2 separate regions of the Gossypium arboreum genome follow, and region 2 is linked to region 1. A link is a contact called in public Hi-C data. All regions are on one chromosome and are shown on one strand. Each heading gives the region's core, a stretch centred on a gene start, on an enhancer-like site or on the middle of the called end of the contact. The rest is flanking DNA. Distances are from core to core; before and after follow the strand shown.

Region 1 (7,229 bases), core at 3,479-5,978:
ACTGTTTTCATCATTATACTGCAGAAAAGCAGCTAATCCAGCAATCCTAAGCATCTGGCTTTAGAAAATAGAAATAATCATAGAGACAAATAGAAAGTTACCACATCAGTGAATTCATCTTTGGGACAATAAGATATGTCAATTCCCTTCTACTTATACAGAAAAAATGAAAAGCAACAGGGTAGGAGGGCGCAGTTATTGCCTCTTCAGTGAATTCATCTCCTGGGTTCCACATCTACATCTCTTTACCGATCCCTCAGTTTCCACAGTAGTTTCTCCCAACCACCTTTGCAAATTACTGCAAATGCATTTAGCACCTCTCATGTCTGCAGAAAATTATCCTCGTTTATAGGAATTCCATGTGCAATCAAATTCAACACAAACCGCCCAGAATTATTAATGAGGTATCACTGTTTGTATAACAGAAATTCAATAGAAAGATTCCCTCCATCTGGAATGAACTTAACGCCAGTCATCCATCTAGCAGAAGCACAATACCAGAAGACAGAACAATAAATGTGCCTAAAAGTTCTCTTTCCTTAGGTAGAAACCACCACTTTATGAAATAAAATAAATAAGATCGGAAAAGCTCCATTGAAAAAAGGTTGTATATTTAGCTGCTTCTCAAATGCAACAAAAATTCACCATTACAGCCAAAGGGGCATAAGTCTTGGCGAGAAAAAAAAATTAGAAAGATCATCATAACACCCATATGCTAATATCAGGTGTAAACTGGACAAGCAAAACAAAACTGAAGTTTTTCCAACCACTTGAAAATGAAATTGGGCAGCCCCATCTCCCTGACCACAAGGTTAGAGGTATATTTCTCTCTTCACTCTCATTCATAAGCCTTTTCCCAATCATCTACAACCTCCAATGGCTCTGTTTCATTTAAACCCCCACCCAGCAGCCTAGCTGAACTTGAATTGGCAGCATTTGAATCCATTTTTGACAAGGATTGAACCCCAGCCAGCTTTGAAGGATCTTCTGATCGAACTGCTCCAGAAGATGAGCTTACACCTGTTTCAGAATCCAGAACACTCCAGCGGTTAACTGAAGCAGCAATTGGAGCATCTTTGCCTTTCCATGCAGAGCCCGGATCTGAAGTGACACCAAGAGACTCATCACCACCCCATGAATCTTCCTTCCAACCAAGCTCCTGCACCACAGCCTTCTTCCATGGATTTGCCTTTACAGCAGAACTTGGCCCTGTTCCTCCCCACGCATTATTAGCAGATGATGCTCCACCACTTTGAACAAAGGCAATTGCCCCAGTATAAATTGATCCATGATCCAATCTCCTCATAGCTGTTGCAGCTCGAGCAGGATCACTAAATACAGCCAATGCATTCTTGTCATTCAACCAAACAAGTTCACACTCCCCACCAAACCTCAACACTAATGCACTTATATCAGATTCTCGGGGCAAATCTAGGAAAGAAACAACAAGCCTTGGATCCATGTCTACTGGAGGATCAAAAACAGGAGGGTGTAACGCCCCAGTACTGGTCGACACTTTAGCCCCAATGATGCGAGCTGGTGGTTTGGATTTGGCAGTAACATGAACCACAATAAAACGTTTGGGCTCCCAACCAGCAGCACTAATAGTAAGCTTCCACCTTTCTGCTATTATCCTGATAGCATCTCTCTTATCCTTCAGCATTGGACAGAACACATGAACCTTCAGACCCGTTGTTGTTCCTCTGTTCTTGCCAAGTACCAAAAGCTTGCATCTCTCTTCTACAGCTAGAACCCACTTCGGATCACGCCTGTACAGGTCAAAAAGCACCTCTGACGCAACCAAATTCTCACCAAAATGAAGTGCGTCCAAATTTGGGGGAGTGATGTCAAAGGCATCTGCAAGAATCCGTTTGCGCTCCAACTTAGCACATTCATCATCACACATAAGCTTCCTTTGTCCAAGAGGAATCTTTTTGCCAGTTGATTCCACTAGTTGAAGAGGCACGGGCAATTTTTGGATAATAGAAGCTTCAAAAACTGTATCAGCATTGAAGCCACCAGTACAGCCCCCAGCATCGCAAGGGACAGTTGCGCTTAGCCGGCCACAAGAACACGTGATTGTAACTCGAAAATCACACCTAACATCAGGACATGGTGCAGAGGGATGACAAGGTGCAGAACATGTATGCCTGCAGTCTCTCCGAGGGGCACCACATGTCTGCCCACAAGAGGTCCTGACACCAGGCTCAGCTCCAGATGATGCATCACATGGCGCTGGGTGACATGTCCTCCCACATGCATGTAATCCACATTGCCTGGTCTTCCCGCAGAGCTTGTTACATCTGATATCTTTTGACCCACAAGGAATGTTCCTAAGAACAACATGTCCTCCAATGCATTCCTTCGCCACAGGCACAGAACAAGGTGGACAGTCTCCAAAATGGCAGCTGTGAGAAGACGAATGGCCACAAGGCTGAGGAACTGAGCATGGAAGTTGACATGAAGGTGGTGGTGTACCACAAGGCAATGGTGGAGGGATTGAAGTTCTTCCACAAGCACATGTCAAATCAGTAAAGATCGTTTCCAAGCATGGGGGGCAGTGACCACTGTGACAAAGAGATTCACAAGAATGCTGTCCACACCTCAGCTTCTTCCCACATGCCATTTGGCAGAAGTGTGGATCCCAACCACCGGAGCGAAGACTATTAGAGTTTGAGAGAGGGCAGCATCGCTCACTACATCGATGTCTACCACAACTCTTCTTACGCCCACAAGGCTTGTCACATGTAAATCTCTCATTTTCAAGTGTTGTTTTGTAGCATTCCACCCTCCGCGAAGTTGATCCACAGAGGCATTTTTGGGTGACAAGAACTAGACAAGGTGGACAGTTCCCAGCATGACAGACTTGGTCACATCGGTGCACTTGACAAGGAAGGAACTTGGCACATGTCTCTGAACAAGTTGGAATTGGGTCCAAACAACTTTGCCTTTGCTCCTGCAAGCTTGTTTTCCCACAGTAACAAGACCTGATCTTGCTTGGCATCAGCTCACAATCCCCACAAGGACCAGGATGGCAATTTTCATCACAGTAATGGTTACCACATCTAAGCTTCTTTCCACACTTTGAACTACAAGAAAAAATGCCATCTTCTGCTTTCACCTTTCCCTTCACAACCATGTCACCGCAGATGACAACTTCAACCTTTTTCTTGCAGAAACAGGGGGCATTAATTAGAACTTTGCAAGGATCACAAGCTCCGACATGGCAAATACGTTCACACTGATGGCGCCCACACTCAAGAAGTTTACCACACCGCTGACCACAAGTAAGAACCGACTTCCTATCAGAACATCTGGTTGTAATAACTTTCTTACCACAAGGACACAAACGTGGTGGAGCAAACGCCTTACAAGGAGGACATGGACCAGGGTGACATTGCAAGACACAAACATGAGGGCAAAGTTCATCCTTCATCACCCTAGAACCTAATCCCAGCTCCTTCTCAAGGGGCTTTCCACAGGGCTCCCCGCATGAATGCGGAGTCAAGTACAAATCAGAAGGAGGGTCGGTCCTCTTTCCACAAAAGCAAACATACCGTATCTCCTTAGAGGATGTGAACTGCACAGACTGACAGCCCGGACAACGCCAATTAAAACCCTGATTCTTCTCGGCCACCAAATCAACAGAAGTGGGTGCCCTCGCCCATTTCTTAATACAATTGAGGTGAAAGATAGAATAACAACTTGAGCACGACCATATAGCACCAGACCTCGGTACCATATCATAACAAATCATACATTCAACCGTACTCTTTATAAGCTTGTCCTGAATTTCCTGCACAAGCTGTGGCAAATTAGGATCAACCTCCTTCCTTACCGCCACCTGAGTCTCACTCCTTCCCTTTTCCCTATCTCTCCTATGGTTGGTGGGCCGACCAGTTTGTCTGTACCTATTATCATTTCGTGTTGAGGTTTGGTTGACATTAGGGGTTGAATTAGAGGCGGCCGTTGAGCTGCTTTCAACGGTGGTGGTTGTGGATGAAGATCCTCTAGGAACCCATTCTTGACGAGTGCTTTGTGAAGGGTTTCTTGATCTATTTCGGCCTTGAAAGCTCATAATTTTGTAGTTGAAGTCAACGAACTTTGTAAATCCGATGGAATTTTTTTGTGTGTGTGTGGACGAAACAAAAGATTCAAATACTAACTTTATAGCTTTGATCCTCCTCCTAAAACTGTAATACCACAAAAATAAAAAGAACATCAATAACCCCAGCAATCCCTTGGTTCGAAAGGGTAAACAGATAGGCAAAACAAACAAAAGAATCAAACGAATAGTTGAGAAATTGATATTCAATCAAAAAGAGAAAAACATCTCAGTTACAGGAAATCCCAAAAACCAAATCTGGAATCATGCAAAGAGATGAGAAAGGGAACGCACCTGATGAAGAAAATGAAAACCAAAACTTAATGCTTATGATTCCTGTTTGTGTGGGGGTATAACAAGTGAGGGGGGTCTCCCTTTTCTCGAAAATGAGAAAGCCGACAAGTAGAAAGGGTGGAGAGGGAGAGGGAGAGGGAGAGGGAGAGGGGGAGTATATATAGGGAAGGATTGGCTTGGGGCTAAAGGAAAACGAGACTAATTCGTCACCATAAAACAACCGAGTTAAAATATGGGCATGTTATGATGTTTCAACTTTCAAGCATATGCATACGGCTGGCAATGGCGTGCATCCTTGCTGCCCACTCAAGGGGCTTGACTCAGCCGCCTTATCTCACCTGCATCTCCATGGGCCTTGGCCCGAATTCTACATAGCAGTTTAATGTAGAAATTGCCCAATTTGCACTCTTAGAAACGGTGCCCTCAGGCCTGAGCTACCCACTTGGATATGGCTCTTTCTATTATTTTCATTTATTATGTATGTTACCAATTTTATATTTTAATAATTAATTAAATAAATTATTTATAATTGATTAATAAAAATATTAGACTGACTTTATGAAATTGAATTTCACCTCTCCCAATCAATATTTCATTTCTATTCCTTTTCAATTTAAAATATGTTTTAGAACAGTATTTCCGGCTGCTAATCTAAATTACGCACAAGTTTAAGATAAATTTAAAATATTATCTTTGTTGTTGATTATTTTATTATATTAACATTTAATAATAAAAATATTATTATAATATTATAATTAAACAATAATTCTTATAACATAATTGTTTTAAAATTAAATATGATGTAAGCATCGAAAACTTAAATTCGATCTCAAGAAATTCTATTCTTCCTCTCAAATATAAATAAATAATAACTCTTAAATAAATAATCACATTATGAAGCAATTAATAGAACTATAATTAAACCGCAATAACATTAAATAAAACAATATATAAGTTTTAATAAAATTTGTTTCATCTTCAATTAGACTATTCAATTTTATAAAACAACTAAGATATAGATAAACCAACCCTAAAACAACCTTAGTATTGTTCACATCAACCACCATGCATGAAGGAGGGGAAGAGCATCGGGTTCTGGCGAAGGCAATCTACCTGGCCAACCGCATGCATGCAATCCAAAGTAACTCATTGGAAAAATTTGATAGCTTTTAAAATTTTATAAATCAAGCCTTTTTATTATTTATAGTAATAAATTTTACCAAATTTATTACTTTTATTATCTATGTTTTTTATTAAGTAGTCTAGTCGTTTCCCAACTTTCTGCCAACATATTTTTCTTCACTATTTTCGAACCATCAATTTTTATAGAAAATGTGCTTTAAAAATACTGAACCAATTACACAATTAAATTTTAAAATTAAATCTCTCTTTAAGCTAGAAGCTTAACTCGAGTCCTCATGAAAAATATAATTTATTTTGGAAATAAATCTCACTATAATTTAGTAGAGTAATTACGTTAAAGATGATATATTTTTGTCATAACTTATAATCTCAATTTATAAAAAAAGTGTGACGTCCCAAAAATCTAATCTTTGATATCAATGATAAAATATGTTATAATAAATTATTTACTTTAATTATTTACGGCCTTGAATGCATGTGATTGGTTATGAGTTCAAAACCCTTTGTCAGCAAGTTGAAAGTGGGATATGATTTGATTTTTTTAAATAAATAGGTTTTAATTAACTAATTAATTTTCCTTTTCCCAAAATACCCCACGTTTCCCCCCTCTGTTTCATGTTCATTTTGTTTTTTTTTTTTAATTAATTTTTTACTCCCACATTCCCCAATAGTTTCACGTCTGTTTCTTCTTATTATTTTTTTTTGTTTCTTTCGTTTGTTTGTTTGTTCTATCGTTTTGTGCGTCGCTTCTTTCCATTTTTTTTTTCTTTCACTTCAATCGGTTCTTGATTCCTGTGTGGTGGTGCTTTCAATTTTGTTCTTGTGTTGGTGAGGATCAATCTCTGCTCTCTTTGCGATTGTAAATTTCTGGGTTCTGGTAAGTAAATGTTCTCTCTAGATTTTTATAAGGGTTCATGGTTAATGCTTTAATTACTCTTTTGGAGCATGGGTTAATTTTATGAAACATTCGTTGTTAGGTATTAATAAAAAAGGCCGAATTTCCCCTTCTGCGAATTAATTGTGTGAGGAATTGTTGTGGACGTTTGGTAAGTTGTTGAATGCTTAAGAGTTCAATTTTGGATTTAGTAATGCATATATTCGCGTTTGATCGAGTGAGTTATTTGGGAAAAAAAAAATTGAGGAATCATGGCTAATTTAGTCGATTGAACATTGTTTTTAGGTTCGGCAAGTCTTGTGATTGCTTCCGTATCAAATCGAATCAGGTGTGTAACAAAAATCCGAGAAAATAGCGAATAGCGAAAGCCGAAAAAGGGGATTGTTGACACCACACAGCCATGTGAGACACACAATCTGAGCCAATTGGGCTGTGTGGGCCACACGGGAGTGTGTGAGTGTAACACCCCTAACCCGTATCTGTCGCTGAGGTCAAAGGTGTTACTAGACAAATAGGAACATTTTACGAATAATTCATATACCTCATCCACAATCATATTCAAGCATTACCATAGAGTCCCTTATATAGGTCATCGAGACCTTAAACATGCATTAGAAAGGGGTAGGGACTAAACCGAGCTCATACAAAATTTTTCAAAAACTTAAACATTTTTCAAAGTTGTACAGGTCACATGCTCGTGTGAATAGGCCGTGTGCCTCACACGGTTTTAGACACGCCCGTGTGTCTAGGCCGTGTCAAAATAGGGCATACATACTGACTTGTCCAGACGGC
Region 2 (7,229 bases), core at 1,749-4,248, 140 kb after region 1:
TCCTATATATTCATGTTCTTTTCTTATATTTTCATTTAAATATGCTTGTTGTTTTGGGTTTAATTTTAATTCTTATTTTTATTTGTAATTTAACTTTTATTATATTTTCTTAGATTTTAATTATATGATTTTTTTCCAATTTAATAAATAAAATTCAATAAGTTTTAGATAATAATCTAATTATAATTATTAATTAAGTATTTTACATATGCTTTATTATGTGTTTGGTTTAATATTATATATATTTATTTGTTAACAGATCATTATGGAAAAATCTTCAAGAATTAATCTTGAGCAAATAAATAAAAGAATTGACTATAAAGGTAGATTTTTACAAGCATTTATATTCTGAGAAATGCTTTATAAGTAACGCATGGATATAAATAAATAATGGACAAAATATTCTCAATAATTTGTTGATAAAAATACTAACAGGATGAGAAAGCCATACATACATAAGATTATTTATTTTATGTAATTTGGTTCCATATATCTTATCAATAGAATAAAATCCATGTATCTTTTATAATTAAAGTTCTCATTTTTCATACATTTCATTAGTAATATCATAAATTAGCATTCCATCTTTGTATATAAAAATAGTAATATAATAATTTATTCCACCTTTTAACTTTATAAAATATTATTTTAGTCTTCCATTTAAATTTCTATTTTTGTTAACTTTTAAATTTGTGTTGTTTGTCATATCACCTAAAATAGATGGAAAAATTAATGTTTGTTAATTTTGTTGATGTAGCATGCATGTAGATTGTCATGTGGATCCTACATCAACAATTAATTAATTTTAATTTTAAAAAATCAAAATATATATAGAAATTATTTTTTAAAAATTAAAAATTAATATTATAAAAAATTATAAAAATATATTTTGATTTTTAAAGGTTAATTAATTACAAATATGGCATACAAGTGGCAATCCACATGTATGCCACACCAACAAAGTTAACAAACGCTAAATTTTCTATCTATTTTGGAGTGATTTGACAAACAATACAAGTTTAAGGGTTAAAAAAGACGAAAAATTAAATAGAAGGCTAAAATATTTTTTTTGTAAAATTAGAATGCCAAATAAATCATTATACCTATATTTTTTACTATTTTTACTAATATAAAATAATGTAATCTATTTTAATTAATACATCCAATTAACCTATGTATCGCACTAGAAAAGAAAAAAAAATTAACTAGCAACATTGGAGTTGCATAAAAATATTTAATATTTTTTAGAATTAAAAACCATCCTTATTAAATTATTTTTATAAAAATTTATAATTGGTATGATGATAAATTTAGTTTTTAAATTTTAATTTCTTAATTAAATCGCCTTTTATTTTTAACTAAATTCAACCGTTAACATTAAAAAAATCAAATTAATTTTTTTTAAGTAAAAGGAAAGCTAAGCCATGGAGACAACAGAAAGTATAAGGCTGATCAAAGTATGCACGATCTCAACTGGTAGCTGATCAAATTCTTGCAATATGAAATCTTCACTAGTTTGACAATCGCGTCATGAGATGCGCTACATAATTGGCATCACCAAAAATATGGCTCACCTTCACATCCCATTCTTTACCGCATAATTGAGCAATACTACGGACCAAGGCGGCGTTGGGACCCTCTCTAGCTGCGTTTGTGATCATATCTATAGTCAAGGAGCTATCAATCTCTAATAAAACCTTTCTATTCCCCTCTCTCCATACTTACAGCAGGCCATCGTGAATGGCCCGTTGCTCTGCTCGTAGAGCAACCACCAATTCCCCTGCTGTAGCCTCGAAGCCAATTACCCTACTGCATCTCCAAGTCAAATTACTTTTATTTAATGAAAATGTCTACTAAAATATTAATTATTTAATAATATTAGCATGATAATTCACATAACAATTTACATATACTTTATACTGATATAATATTATTTATCTTATATATCACATTAAAAAATTTAAAATTTACAAAAAAAGAAAACATAAAGTATTCTTGGATTATTATGCAGAGTGTTATATTTAAAAATTAATATTTTAGTCCGTTTTTCATTAAAAGTCAATTAAACCTTTTGAAATATTGATAGTTAAATTTGATTGTTTTAAAGATTGAAAACTAAATTTAACTTAAAATTAAAAAAGAACTTAACTAAAATTGTTATTACCCTTTATTATTATGTGGTGTATATTTTCAAAATAGGGTGTTGTAGAAAAGTAGATGTAATTATTAGGGTTAAAATGAAAGAATTCCTAATGATAACATGCTTTCCTTCTTTTGACTAGAGAATACATATCATAGAGGGACCTTTAATTCAATTTGGATAAAAACATTAAAGTTTATGTTTTGATTTAAATTCCATTACGTGTAAGTCATGTTCATTAAACATGATTTATACTTGAAAACTCTTTTAAAACAATACTTTTGTCTTTCTTTTGCATGGAATTGAATTTCTTATTTTATTTTGTTTTTAGTGTGTTAACTAACTATAACTCCCTCTTCCTTTAATAATTAACAGAGAAATTTGGGTAATTTGCATTTTAAGTAATAAACTTTTAATTTTATCAAATTATATCGCTAAACTTTAATTATTAACAAATTAGATCACTTATGCCAACTTTGTTAATTATTTTAATGTAGAAACAACCTTTTCATGCATATTATGAAATCAACTTTGAGATTTTTCGTGTTGAGTAATGTATTTATTTTCATAAGAATTACCTAAATGAGTTAACATAAGTAATTTAATTAGTTAATAATATAAATTTAGTTATGTAATTTGATTTAAAAAAAAAAAGAAGAAGTAAAGGTTTGTGACTTATATGAAAGTTAATATTAAATTAAGTGACCTAAAAGGTAAATTACCCGAAGAAATAATTTAAAAAAAAAAAAAGGCGTACACGTATAAATTAGCTTATCTGGGTTAGTGACGAAAGCGGGGTATTATCTTTGAATAAAGGGCTTATCAACGTAGGCCCCACCAATTCATGAAAATTAGTTAATTAGGAGATAATTTTATATGGAGCTTCTGATAAGCACTGAATTCAGTGTTTGAATCATTTTTAACAACTCTCTCTCTCTTCTTTTATTACTTCTAATATAATTTTATGTTCATAATTTAGAAATCATAATTATCCATCCAAAATTTCATTCATTTCCCACTTCAAATTACCTTCTTTTTCTATGTTTGGCTGATCTCAACGCCTCTTTGGAAGCTTCATTCATTTCATCTTTCTCCAGAGCACCTTGCTGTGGTATATTTTCTGGGTTTCTTGTTAGATTTCATGTATTTATGAGTTAGGATTTTCTCTCTGATTATAGCTTTTAAAGTTTCATTTTTTATTTCTTACTAGAAAATTGCTTTTTTTTTTCTGAAAATAAATGAACATAAATACAGAGCCTTTAGAAAGGATTCATTGCAGTTAAACCAGAAACATATATTTTTCTTTTTCAGTGGTTAGAAATGAACTTACTTGTAGGATCTGGGTTTATTAGTTTCAGTAGTGAGACTAATCCAACCTTGACTACTTCAATCACATGAAACAACCGGGTTAATCAAGAAAATTTTTATATAGTGTCAGAATTTAAGATGCTAGTTCCCCATTGCTGTTGTGGTTGAAAATTCAAAGACTCTTAGGCTAGTTCTCCATTTCCAGCTTTTGCGTTTGGGTGGAAAAACATTTTTCACCGCTTTTTTGACCCTAAAACCCGAGTGTTGTCCGCTGTTTCTGCGGTGAAAAAGCATTTTTAAAACCCTAAACGCAATGAAAAACAGGGCTTACTCTCTACTGAAGAAAGTGTGGTGTTGGACACAGTACTACAATGTTCACTTTTGTATCAACTATCAATGTTTGTATGTGGTCCTGTAGGGCAAGTTCTAATAAATGCTTAACTGAAAAAAGCAAGGAAACGATCATGGATTTGGGGTTGATTTTATTTGGACTTGTAAATTCTTAAAATCCCTGATGAATGTATGGGGTATAAATAATCTCTTGTTTTGGTAAAAAAAAAAAAACAAACCTTTGAGATTCATCAATTAGTTCATGTAGGACCATTGTTTGCCCTGCAAATCAAACTTTTGGTGTTAATGGTGGTTGGTGCAGACAATGATAGTACGTAATATGCTTATGGGGGAAAGAATACATTCACGAGACCGATTTAGCAACTGGAGGCTTGATATTGACAACATGTCATATGAGGTAATGTTATGTTCTTAAGTTTGTTATATATTTCTTCATATAAAAGAAATCCATCATTTGCTATTGGTTCTATCAATCCTTGTCTACTCTTGATTCAGTAGAAATGAATGCAAATAATCTATATGTTGAGCGCGAGTATCTATTTTGGAGTGCCTTACACCCTCACCGTCAACGGCGGAGATATTGTTCCAGGGCTAAGCCGAATGTAGATATTCCGGAAACAATACTTCCACCGTTGAGGGAGTGAGACACTCCAAAACAGATACTTGCCTTCAATGCAATGTTATCTACATCTGAGTGAGTTTAGGTATGGGAGTACTTTAATAAGACAATGAAGAATCCGAGTAACGTGTTCTGTTTTATTTTAAAACAGCAATTACTGGAGCTTGCAGATAAGATAGGGTATGTCAACACTGGATTGAAAGAAGAAGAGATAAGTAGATGCATAAGTAAAATTAAGGGGTCGATGAAGAATGATTTAGCACCAAACATACCCATGCATGTGGATAACAAGTGCAGCATTTGTCAGGTTTTTCAGTATTTGCAACTCAACTGTAGTGGTTACCCTGATTTTTTGTTAAACTGATGATTCATGGATATGTATATATAGGAGGAATATGACGATGAAGGAGATGAAGAGATGGGGAAGCTATGTTGTGGACACAGTTTTCACATTCAATGTATAAAGCAGTGGCTGCTGCAGAAAAATGCTTGCCCTGTTTGTAAGACTGAGGCATCACCTCGGTGATAGTAGCAGCAGCAGCAGCAGCCATGGATGGATTCAATTTAATCCACTTGTTGGTGGTTTACTTACTGTTTCATTTATTTTAGTTTAGTCCAAAATTAGTGTTTATATGGATGACAATGGTAGCAAATTTAACTCCAAATCAAATATGATGGCGATTGTTTTGCTTTCATAAAGGAAAATAATTAACGTGGCGTGATTTGAAAAATGAAAGTTAAAGCAAGAAGAAATGTAGCTTTGAATAAATAATTTCAAAGTATAGAATCCATACGCAATGAAACTCCATATAAGTCAAAAGGGTGCATTTGTTTTCTTGGAATACATAAAATTCTCTACTAACAAAAATTACACAAATATCTTTTCGAAATAAAAATAATTTTGTTATAGAAAAATTAATAAAACAATAAATAAAAGAAGATGAAAATACGAGAGAATTTTATTATTTTATTTTCACTTACAATGTACTATTTATAAGTTCATTTACATTCAATTAATAAAGGTATTACATTTAATGAATTAAAGTTTCTTAATTACTCTATTTAATTATCTCTTGATTATAAATTAAGTAAAGAATTTTATCTCATTGTTTTAATATGCTTAGAGGGATTATGACATCCATTTAATTTACAACAAATTTATATTATTTTAAAATTAATAAAAATATGCATCTCGTGAAATTTGAATCTGCATTAGTTAGATTAGTAAAACATTAAATTTACCACTAAAATTAAATTTCATTTTATACATTTTTATTTTAATATGTACAATTTATTATATCCATCAGTTCTATATCTATTCTATTAATAAAGCTCCTAACTCAATTTGGTATCATGAGTTAATCGGGTACCAACTCGGTCAGGAAAATTATGGAAATGTTCTTCATTTTAGTATTTTCATTTTAAGAAAAACCAATAAAAATATACATATTGTGGGATTTGAACCCATTTTAATTGGATTAGTACAACTTTAAATTTACTTTTAAACCAAAACTTTATTTTAGCATATTTTATACATTTTTATTTTTATACACACAATTTATTATCTCCATAAATTATATATCTATACTTACTATTAATAAAGTCCTTGATTGAGTTGGTGTCACGAGTTAATTGGGCACCAACTCGGTTAGGATCCTTCGTAATTAAAATAAATTATATTATTTGAGGGTATTTTAGTCTTTTAATTTAAAGAAAAACTAATAAAATATATTTATTTTGTAATTTGAAACCGCGCCAATTAGATTAGTAAAACTTTAAATTTACCACTAAATCAATGCTTCATTTTAATATATTTTATAAATTTTTATTATAAAATGCACAATATTATCTCCATCGATTGCACATCTATATCCATATCTATCTATACAATTAATAAAATCCTTAAGCGAGTTGGTGTCACAGATTAACTAGTACCAACTCGATTAGAAAATAACTAATATACCATTTTATTAAATGACTACTATTATTATTTTAATGACATTTTTTATCTTTTTAATACCTTTATATAGTTTTTAAGTAAAATAAATAAAAATTAGCAAGTCTAGAGATTGAACCCTGTTTAATTAATGTATATGTATAAAAATTGATAATGTGGTATCAATTTAAAAAGAGTAAACTATAAAAATAAATTATTTAATTATTACATTTTTTTAATTTAGTTACTAAACTTTTCAAAATTAAATATTTTAGTCACGCTTTTGTTAGTTACCGTTAGATGAGTGATAATAAGCTAATGTGGACTTTTTTATTGGTCTAATAACAAATTTAGCCTTTTAATGTTTACACATTCTATTAATTTGATCTTAAATATAAAAATTAATAAATTTAACCTTCATTGTTTACAAAATTTGTCATTTTAGTTTGAATTCTAACAAATTCAATAAAATTAACCTCAACATTTACAAAATTAATCAATTTAATTCTAATTCTAAAAATTAAAGAAAAAGAAAATATTTTTTTTCGAAAAAAATTCATTTTTAACCTTTTACCAATTCTATCACCAGGCACCTAAATTCCCTTTCTTTTCTTATATATTCAGTCAGTGGCAAAGTTCGGATGTTAATCTTAGAGGGGGCAAAATAAAATTAGACATGTTGTGTAACAATCGATTCAAAAGAAGTAGTATTTTAACATAACAATCGATTTAAACATATAAGTAATTGATTTAGTTTTCCAACATAATAATTGATTTAAACATATAAGTAATTGATTCAAAAGAAGTAGTTTTCCAACATAACAATCGATTTCAACAAAAAAAAATCGATTAAGAAGAAGCAGTATTCTAATAAT

Evidence for each region. A called contact is a pair of places that touch in the nucleus more often than the background predicts.
Region 2: a Hi-C map of leaf shows a contact between it and region 1, with 2.2 times the contacts expected there. The contact joins the promoter of LOC108455754 here to the promoter of LOC108456651 in region 1. A contact is called at or near these places in 2 of 5 Hi-C or Micro-C datasets (both in leaf).

Annotation. Positions count from the first base shown.
Region 1 is chr9:49,520,450-49,527,678 of ASM2569848v2, forward strand. It overlaps LOC108456651 (NF-X1-type zinc finger protein NFXL1), which reads right to left and starts at 4,729. Exons shown (of 2, transcript XM_017755214.2): 1 at 4,400-4,729; 2 at 595-4,193. The coding sequence starts at 4,078. The coding sequence ends at 839.
Region 2 is chr9:49,661,833-49,669,061 of ASM2569848v2, forward strand. LOC108455754 (probable E3 ubiquitin-protein ligase RHG1A) reads left to right here and starts at 2,999. Exons shown (of 4, transcript XM_017754300.2): 1 at 2,999-3,251; 2 at 4,047-4,196; 3 at 4,570-4,725; 4 at 4,807-5,126. The coding sequence starts at 4,104. The coding sequence ends at 4,944.